Regions from separate parts of the Zea mays genome. Here region 2 is linked to region 1. Evidence: chromatin contacts called from public Hi-C data. All regions are on one chromosome and are shown on one strand. Each heading gives the region's core, a stretch centred on a gene start, on an enhancer-like site or on the middle of the called end of the contact. The rest is flanking DNA. Distances are from core to core; before and after follow the strand shown. Region 1 has its middle 79 kb from the start of LOC541874. Region 2 holds the start of LOC103640588 (L-type lectin-domain containing receptor kinase IX.1).

Region 1 (4,240 bases), core at 1,095-3,594:
ACGGTCCATGCTCTAACCGGACGTTCTGAACTGACCTTCAGACGGTCTGACTGTGTTCAAAGTCGGTCACGTGCTAGGTGATGACTTTGTGGTGGTGGTGCTACAAACGTGTTCATCGGCATACCATACGATGGCTAGGTACAAGGTGATCCATTTGCGAGTGATGTGCTCGGTGCGGGTGGCTCCATATTAATTTCATGCGAGGGAAAACTCAGGGCAATAGATTTTTCATACGAACGTGTCCACCCTTTAATAGATTCATCTACATACTGCTTTAACTGATCTCCTCGTTGTTCTAATAATGCCTTAAGAGATGGATTTGTAATACTTACAATAGGAGCCTAAGGCAAAGGTAGGAGAGATGTCATATCGATCTCCCTTTGATGGATGATCTTCTAGTGGTGATCCACCATGAAGTATGATAGATACTTTTCTGCCGCCTTTTTGTGTCATTCCTTGAGCTGTCGCAACACCTCCTCCTCCTATTTGTTGCGCCATTCGGTGAGTTGTCGAAGCACCTCCTCCTCCTTGCACTTTATGAGGTCATCGAAGGGTTGTTGGTCGTCAACCGAGAGCGCCTCCATGGTTGTCCTGATGATGTTGGTGATGGAGACGTCAGTGTGATCTTTGGAACCAGCCATCCGAGGGTGTTTTTTGATAGATCAAAACACTCTAGTCCCCAACGAAATCACCAAAATGTATGTTGACATCGATCTGGGCGCCAAACACCGGAACGAACCACCTGATGGTGCTCTCTACGGAGGCACGGGCGGTCCGCATCACAGGGTCGAACGGTCTGTGACCTGGGCGCAGGAGTGGATCCTCTTCTGCATGCTTCCAGACGGTCCGCAGCATAGGGTCGAACGGTCTGTGACCTGGGCGCAGGAGTGGATCCTCTTCTGCACGCTTCCGGACGGTCCGCGCCTGGGGCCAGACTGTCCGCGATGGCATAGAGGGTCTTCTTCTCCGCGAAGAACCCTAGAACTCGCCCCTGGGAGAGATCCCATCGAGGGGGGAGTCCAAGGCGTTGCTGTTGGCAGGCCGCCCGGTGTGTCTCTAATCAACGTAGAGTCGAAGAGAGATGGTTGTGGAAGGCTAAACTAGATCTAAACCTAAGGCTAAATTACTCCTACTCCTAGAAATTGAATGACCGATGCAAATAAGGTAAAATTGATAAGTAGAATTGATTGGATCGATTGTGGGGACTTTAATGGGTCGTACCCCTTCATCTATATAAAGGGTGGAGGTCTAGATATGCTACGAGTCAGTTCTCGAATTAATCCTGCAATTTTTTTTTGAAACGAGATTTACTCATCTTTTAAGAAAGCAAACAGAGTCAACAGATACAGACTCACACACACACATACAGCGGACTGTGAGAACCAGTTTAACCAGCTACTACTTAAAACTCCTCATCTGACCCATCAGAGAACCGAACAACACCCCACACCTAGCAACCATCTAAAACTTCAAGCACACGAAAGTAACCGTAGGTTAACTCACATGGCGACCACCCAGAAACAGCACACCTCACACCTTAACAGGTTGTATGCCACTACAAAAACATAACAGTCTAACAAAACCTAAGAGGCGACCAAACTAAGAACCAACCCATTATTCACATAACTTCAACATCAGTGTTGTCTCCACGCATAGGTCGGAATTGATGCAGCCACTCCTCCATGGTATCCAGCAAACTTTCCAGGATGGGTCTCTCTTTTGCTTTGAGCAACATTCCCCAGTTCTGCAAATAGAAAATGGAATCTCGTAGGTTTTGCTAACAAATCCCGCAAAAAATCCAGAACCCTAACTGATTTTGTGCATGCGCGGATGGTCCGTGCTGCTACGGTAGAAAGTCCGGACTGCGGACGGTCGGATTTTTTGTGCTGAACAACATCTTTTTTTCAAAAAAAAAACAGAGAAAACTTTCTTGGAAAAAAACAAATGGGTTAAGCATCTTAGGAAGGGGAGGTAGAGCCGGTTTGCTTTAGCTTTTTCTAGATCCTAAACAATATATATCTTCATCCGCACCATAGTTAGATTTTTCTCAATTTTTTCACAATTAGATTTTTAGAAAAACTCATCAGTCATCACAAAAGGCTGAAATAAAATAGTCATAGACAAGCAGCAGGGTAGCTGACGCGACGCTCAAGCAGAGGCGTGACGAGTGCAGATGTTTGGTGCGCTTCCCCTCCCAGCTGCTTTCGCTGTCGTCCGGCGACCAGAACGCGCGCGCGCACGTCTCTTTGTCCCTTCCTCGACGCGTCCCATGTTTCAGTGCTCCACACGTCAAGAACATCGCTGGCGTGCTTGGTCGGTGGGTGGGGCAGTAAAGCTTTCCCGCCACGCATCGATCTCGGGCGTTAAAAGCGGATGAAATGGACGGTGTGCATGAGGCCATGCCTGACCGCACCACCAAACACGTACGCCGCGGCAACACCGTTGCAGATTGCGTCAATGTTTTTTTTTTATTTTACCCCAAAGAAATGATTCTATTGATTCACAGTTATTAAAATTACATCGGATCCGAAATTCCGAATTGATACAATACTTAGTATTTTATGGGTTTTTAGCCGACGAGCTAGGGCTTGCTAACTTCAATGGAGCACCTAAATAGACACCAGGCCGTACCGGCAAAAAGCGAGACCCTGTGCAAAATTATTGAATAGAGGTCTTTTCTTATAAAATTACTAAAAAATAATAGTTCAATAATATAAATATTGTAATGTAATGTAGAAATAGAATTTATGAAAAGCATACCTATTAAACTCTTGGTTAAATAAATTTTACTTGAACAACTTCATTCACCTTGTGTTACTTGATTCTTTTATAATAAATATCTCCATAGCTCCCTTCTGAGATTGATTTAAATCATCTATTCTTTGTTTTTTCTTACATTTTTGGTAACCAGAATCATATTTTCTAGACCCATTAGCCGAAGACATGATGTTGATAATTAGATCTTGAAATGCTACAATATTTAATATGATAATCAATAAATTGTTTTATAAATAAAGTTAGCAAATAAATATACATGCATACTGAAATATTAGAGATACCTTATTTGATTGCTTTGCTTCACAAATACGAAGAATGAGCAAGATCGGTGACGTTGTCGTGTTGGATGCCTACTGCCTGCATGATGGACAACCAGATGCCCACTGGTGTGTTGACGAGTGGTGGTAGGAAAACGAACGTCAGGCACAAGCAGCAATGGGCGCTCGCGGTGGTGAACTAGCAAATGCGTTGGTCTAGACTCAGCGGTAGATGAAAGACGAAACGACGTATGGCATGCGAAACGATTTCCTTTTCACTTTCCGAGGCTCCTAATGCCAAATTAGTAGTACTAATGGACTGGTACAATAAATTTTAGGGCCCAAAAAATGGGGGGCCCTATTCCGTCGAACAGCCCGCACTCCCATGTGCACGGGTCTGATAGACACCTAAACTCGAAAAAAAAATACTTGGTGAGAAGAGAGAAGGTGGGTTGGAAAATAAAATAGTTTTTTATTGATATGGGTGTTAGTTCGAAAGGTCGGATAGATGTCATTGTTGGAGATAATGATAGACAATAGAAGATGCATTTTTAGGTAGGTAGGCAAACGATAAAATGAGTTTTAAAATAGATGGTACATGGTAGGGTTGAAGTTAGCCTAATAGTGCCCACTCATCATGTCGTGTCCGTACTGTATGTCCATGTTATATAATAGTGCTCATTCATCATCTATTGTCATCGAAAAGAAAAAGTGGTAAGTTAATATGTATATATCTTTTTAGGCTGTCTTCAACCTTCTTATTCCATCTATTATCTTATTCATATTTCAAACTCTACTCTATAAGAAGCACGATATATAATATAAAACAATATTTTGCACAACTATATGTACACTCTGCTGATCACGACATTATTATGACCTGTGCACATAAGAGGCGATAATCAAGAGGCTGCTGTACAACAGATATGAGTTTGTGACTAGGTTCCGTCAGAGAGAGAGATTAAGTTTGTCAAGTCTGGAAGATCGGGATCAAACAACCAGTGCGTACATGTTAGATTGTCTTCAGTAGATCGTGTATATGGTTGTACAAACCCTAGCCGATTATGTATGTGATAGTATGAAATACCGACATATCGTTTTACGTTATAGATAATACTGTTTGTAAAGTAAATTTGAAATATAAGACGGAAAGAGAATAAGATAGGAGAGACGAAGATAGCTTTACATGCACACAGCTTGCCAAC
Region 2 (4,240 bases), core at 1,142-3,641, 180 kb after region 1:
ATGTCTCATTATTTTATGATTAGATCTTTATTTAACTTATGTTGGTTAGTCTTGTTAATGTGCTCATCATTATCTACCAAAATATAATTTATGGTAAATTTATAACTTAGATTAAAGTTGAGATAATTATTTATAGAATAACCTCGCATATGATTTATCCTAACCAATTCATAATATAGTTTCATATTTTAATCACATAGATCTTCCATAGATCATAACTCCTGAACATGACTCCGATCTTAGTGGTTCTCGAACCCACGATCTCGTAGCGACACGTAGATCATTATTATTCAGTTTGTACTTATGTTTGGTGTGATGTTAATTTTGTCTATACCATGTTTGTTTGTATTGCTACGACTAGCGCAAGGTTTCGAGCATCTGAAGAATCACCTGGTGCCTAGAATCTCAAGTGTCAGGCAAGTTGTGCCCTTGATCACTTCCTTTTTACCCAGTCATGTTCTTATTAATCATAATGATCTGCATAGGTTAATTTTGATGGGACCCAATAGGTCACCCTAGTCTGTTTATCCTTTTTACCTTGTTTACCCCTGAATCATTGGGTAGTTATGCTATTGCTTTACATGGTTTTGGGTTAATATTTCATTATATCCATGTTCCTATTATTCTGTTATGTTATTGATGTTCATGATAAGATCGTTATGTTAATGGGAACATGGAGAACCACCCGGGAAAACGTGCCACCACAAGGGAGGAATGTGACCCCTTGGCTAACTAATTAGGAAAGCTAGTGGAAGACTACCTTACCCGAAAGGGGCAAGGGCAGTAGGGGAGTTGCATGCAGGGAGGTTCTCGGGTTCATTTTGCTGCGATGGCGGTCAGACGAGGGATTCTTGCAAGTGCTCTTCCCATAACTGTAGCGGGTTTTCGGAAGCTAGTGAAACTTTGTAAAGGTCTCGTAGTGGATCCCTAGCCATTCACCTCGCTAGTGTCTAAGGACCTTGCAAACCCTGGCGACATGAGATACACGACTTGTGGATAGAGTGTAAAACTGGTATACTAGCCGTGCTCACGGTCATGAGCGACTCGGACACTCACATGATTAATTTATGTAACTTAAATTCAATTTGTTATTTGCATTTGCATGGGATTATTTATTAATTTTGTTCTATTATTCTTATTATGGTTTGGTATTTACTTACATTTAATAACTGCTAATAAAATTTGACCAATGTATTAAAAGCAATGCTCAACTTTAACCTCTATTGTTGGTCAGCCTTACACATCACATGAACTCTCACCTTTGGTGAGTTAATGCACATTATTCCCCACAACTTGTTGAGCGGTGAACATGTGTGAGCTCACCCTTGCTTCTCACCCCCCCCCCCCCCTCACACAGGAGAAGAACAGGTGGTTCAAGAGGAGACATACAATGAGGAGTTCGATTTGATATAGATGGCGTCTCCCAGTTGACTTATTAGTTTGTTTATATTTAGCTTTATTTTGTAAGACTTTTGTTATGTAATAAGTATTCTGATTATATTGTGACATTTATCTCTATACACTCTGTTATTATATATGTTATCTTTTTTGCGTATGTATAAGATGCACCCGGTTTTGTTTTTTAAATCCGGGTGTGACCGGCGGAGAAGGCGGGCAGCCATGGCCGGCGCCCGGCGACACCCTTGCCCGACCTCTTTTCTGTTCTGCTCTGTAGTTGTCCATTTCGTTTGGAAGTTTCACAAGAGTGGTTCGAAAAGGGGTCTGTAAGCAAATGGAGAAGTGTACTTAGTGCTCGTCAAATGTCTTGGTTCTAATCTAAAGCGGTGCAACTGTGGGCTTTGTCATGTCAAACGTGGTTTGGGTTGGGTAAATCCGTCGACATTGCCGGCCTGCGCTTGGCTCGAATCATGCCGGCTGCTATCACTGCCGTTTTTAATCCGATTTGCCGGCGGTCTGCGCGGGCAGCCTGCCCGGAACGTGAGGCCGCTTGGGTGCCGCTGCTACCTCGTCTACCTGCTCGACGACGTCACCCTGCCGCCATCGCCGGCGACGCGGCCGCCGCTACCGCCCATGCCTTCGCCGCCGCTGGCCCTCGGCTCCAGGCAAACATTTTTTTTGTCCCTGATTTGATCGGTCGTCCAACTAAAACCGAGTTTGCTTAAAACCAATTTGATGAATCTGGACCGTCTGTTTTTTTTTGGTTGAACGGAGCTGAAGTCCTAAACAGGCTCTATTTCTGGCGCCAACTGCTGCTGTAGGGTCCGCTAATGGGCCATGGCCCAGTAGCCGAAGGGGAAATAGGCCCACGTTGAGAGGAGGAGGAGATCAGACCGGGCCCGTTAGTAACGTACAAGAATGTTACTGTTTGTGTTTGGGCAGATATTACAAAACCTGCTCAAGTCAACCAACGGATGAGCTTAGAGAAGAACATTCAACAAGCTCAGGCGAGGAGAGAAGAACATCCAACCAAAGTATAAAGGCAGCCCTTTGTCTCTCTGGCTATGGGGGACGCCGTGGCCGTGACGTCGTCGGTTTCGGTCTCTGAAGATCGGATGCACTCTGACTTGGTCGCCTCGCCATCAACAAGATGTCCAAGGTTTCACTGCAGGTTCTTTTCTCTCTCTTTTTTTACACTTTCTTCTTCCTTTTTAAGCTCCGATCCTCGCTTGAGGAATGGGTTAAAGCGACAGGAGCAGTTTGGCATGGTCAAAGGCTCAAAGCAACATCTAGAATGGACTACTTAGACCCCGTTTGTCAGAACTTTGGCTTTACCTTTTCTCTGGAAAAAAGCCAAAACTCAGTCAAACATTTTTTTAATAGCTTACTACGAAAAGCATCTAAATGCCAAAGTTGTTTTTTATTATGAAGAAAAAACCACAAATAGTAGCTTCATCAATCCTGGATCTATTGCTTCGGGAAAAAAAAAAAACTCTGACTCTGCCATTTTAATACAGGAAAATGACTCTGTCTCTACTCTCTAGGATAAGCCGTTTGTACTGAATAATTTGCGAAATGGCTTTAACTATATAAAAAACTGCTTTTCAGGAAGCCAGGGAGGTAAGCTTTTTTTGGGCAAACCAGCTGAGTTGCAAAATAGGTCTATCTCCAGCAACTCTCATATCTTATTCCTAATCTCACGTCCTATTTTAAACTTCAATCTATATATATAATGCGAAACAATGTTTTACATGGTTATATGCACAATCTGCTCGAACAAAACTTTACTTGAGAGATAAGATATTCACTGTTTCAGTCAAAGCAGATCAGTCTACGGTGCTAGCCAACTACAAAACTTTTTCTGACCACTATTGAGAAACTTTCTTGCGCACAAGGGGAGAGCTTTTTTTTTTCTTCTTCTCAACCAAAAGAAGAAAAAAAAACAGTCCTGTCATCTACAAGAAGTTGGCATGGCATTTCGTTTGGTTGACTCTGAACTTGTAGTTGTAGCTGCGTCTATTATGAAGATTTGGTCTCTGCATGTGTGCACACTGACACAGGACACCGAGTCCTGCTCCTGCATCGTGCTGGAACTGGACAGCTCAAAAGCCACCTGGATCCCCTACAATTCCTCATCGAGCGGCGGCTGACGAGGAGCAGAAAGCAAGGGTACGGTGTCCCCGTCCCCTGCGGCCATGGCATCCTGCCTTCTCCTCCTCGCCGCCTTGGCCATCTTCTTCGTCGCGGCCGCCGGGCAGAACAACAGTATCATGGAGCCGTTTAATCCGTCCTGCTCGTCGACGGACAACTACACCGACGGTAGCCAGTACAAGAAGAACCTGGACCAGCTCCTGGCCGCGCTCCCCGCGGCGGCCGCCGACAACGGCTGGTTCTACAAGGGCAGCGCCGGGGCGGGGCCCGACGAGGCGTTCGGCCTCATCATGTGCTTCGCGGACCGCAACGCGACGCAGTGCCTCGACTGCCTCTCCAGGGCGCCAGCCGGCATCACGACGGTCTGCGCGGGCAGCCGGAACGTGAGCGCCGCGTACGACGCGTGCGTGCTCCGGTACTCGGCCGCGCCGATCCCCGCCACCGCGGACCTCAACGCCGCCTTCGCCGTGCACGAGACCATCGTCGGCGTGCCTGTGACCTCGGAGGCTGTGCGGGACGCCTGGGTGCCGCTGATGAGCAAGCTCTCGGGCGGCGTCGCCAACACGCCGCTGCGGATTTTCAACAGCAGCACGCCGTACTCGGGCGCGGGCTCGCAGGAGATGTACGGGCTGGCGCAGTGCACCAGGGACCTCAACGGCAGCGAGTGTTCTAACTGCATCTCGGGCTACGC

Evidence for each region. A called contact is a pair of places that touch in the nucleus more often than the background predicts.
Region 2: a contact with region 1 is called in a Hi-C map of bundle sheath, with 2.5 times the contacts expected there. The contact joins the promoter of LOC103640588 here to the enhancer-like site in region 1. A contact is called at or near these places in 3 of 25 Hi-C or Micro-C datasets (bundle sheath, ear and endosperm).

Annotation. Positions count from the first base shown.
Region 1 is chr1:175,988,212-175,992,451 of Zm-B73-REFERENCE-NAM-5.0, forward strand. No RefSeq gene overlaps it. Among protein-coding and RNA genes, the nearest start is that of LOC541874, 79 kb to the right of the region's middle. Within about 2 kb of position 2,345, at least 17 of the 20 cell types and tissues checked have an H3K27ac peak or open chromatin away from gene starts, as enhancers often do. A contact at or near this core is called in bundle sheath, ear and endosperm, where this site is marked.
Region 2 is chr1:176,172,942-176,177,181 of Zm-B73-REFERENCE-NAM-5.0, forward strand. LOC103640588 (L-type lectin-domain containing receptor kinase IX.1) reads left to right here and starts at 2,392. Exons shown (of 2, transcript XM_008663771.3): 1 at 2,392-4,240. The coding sequence starts at 3,594.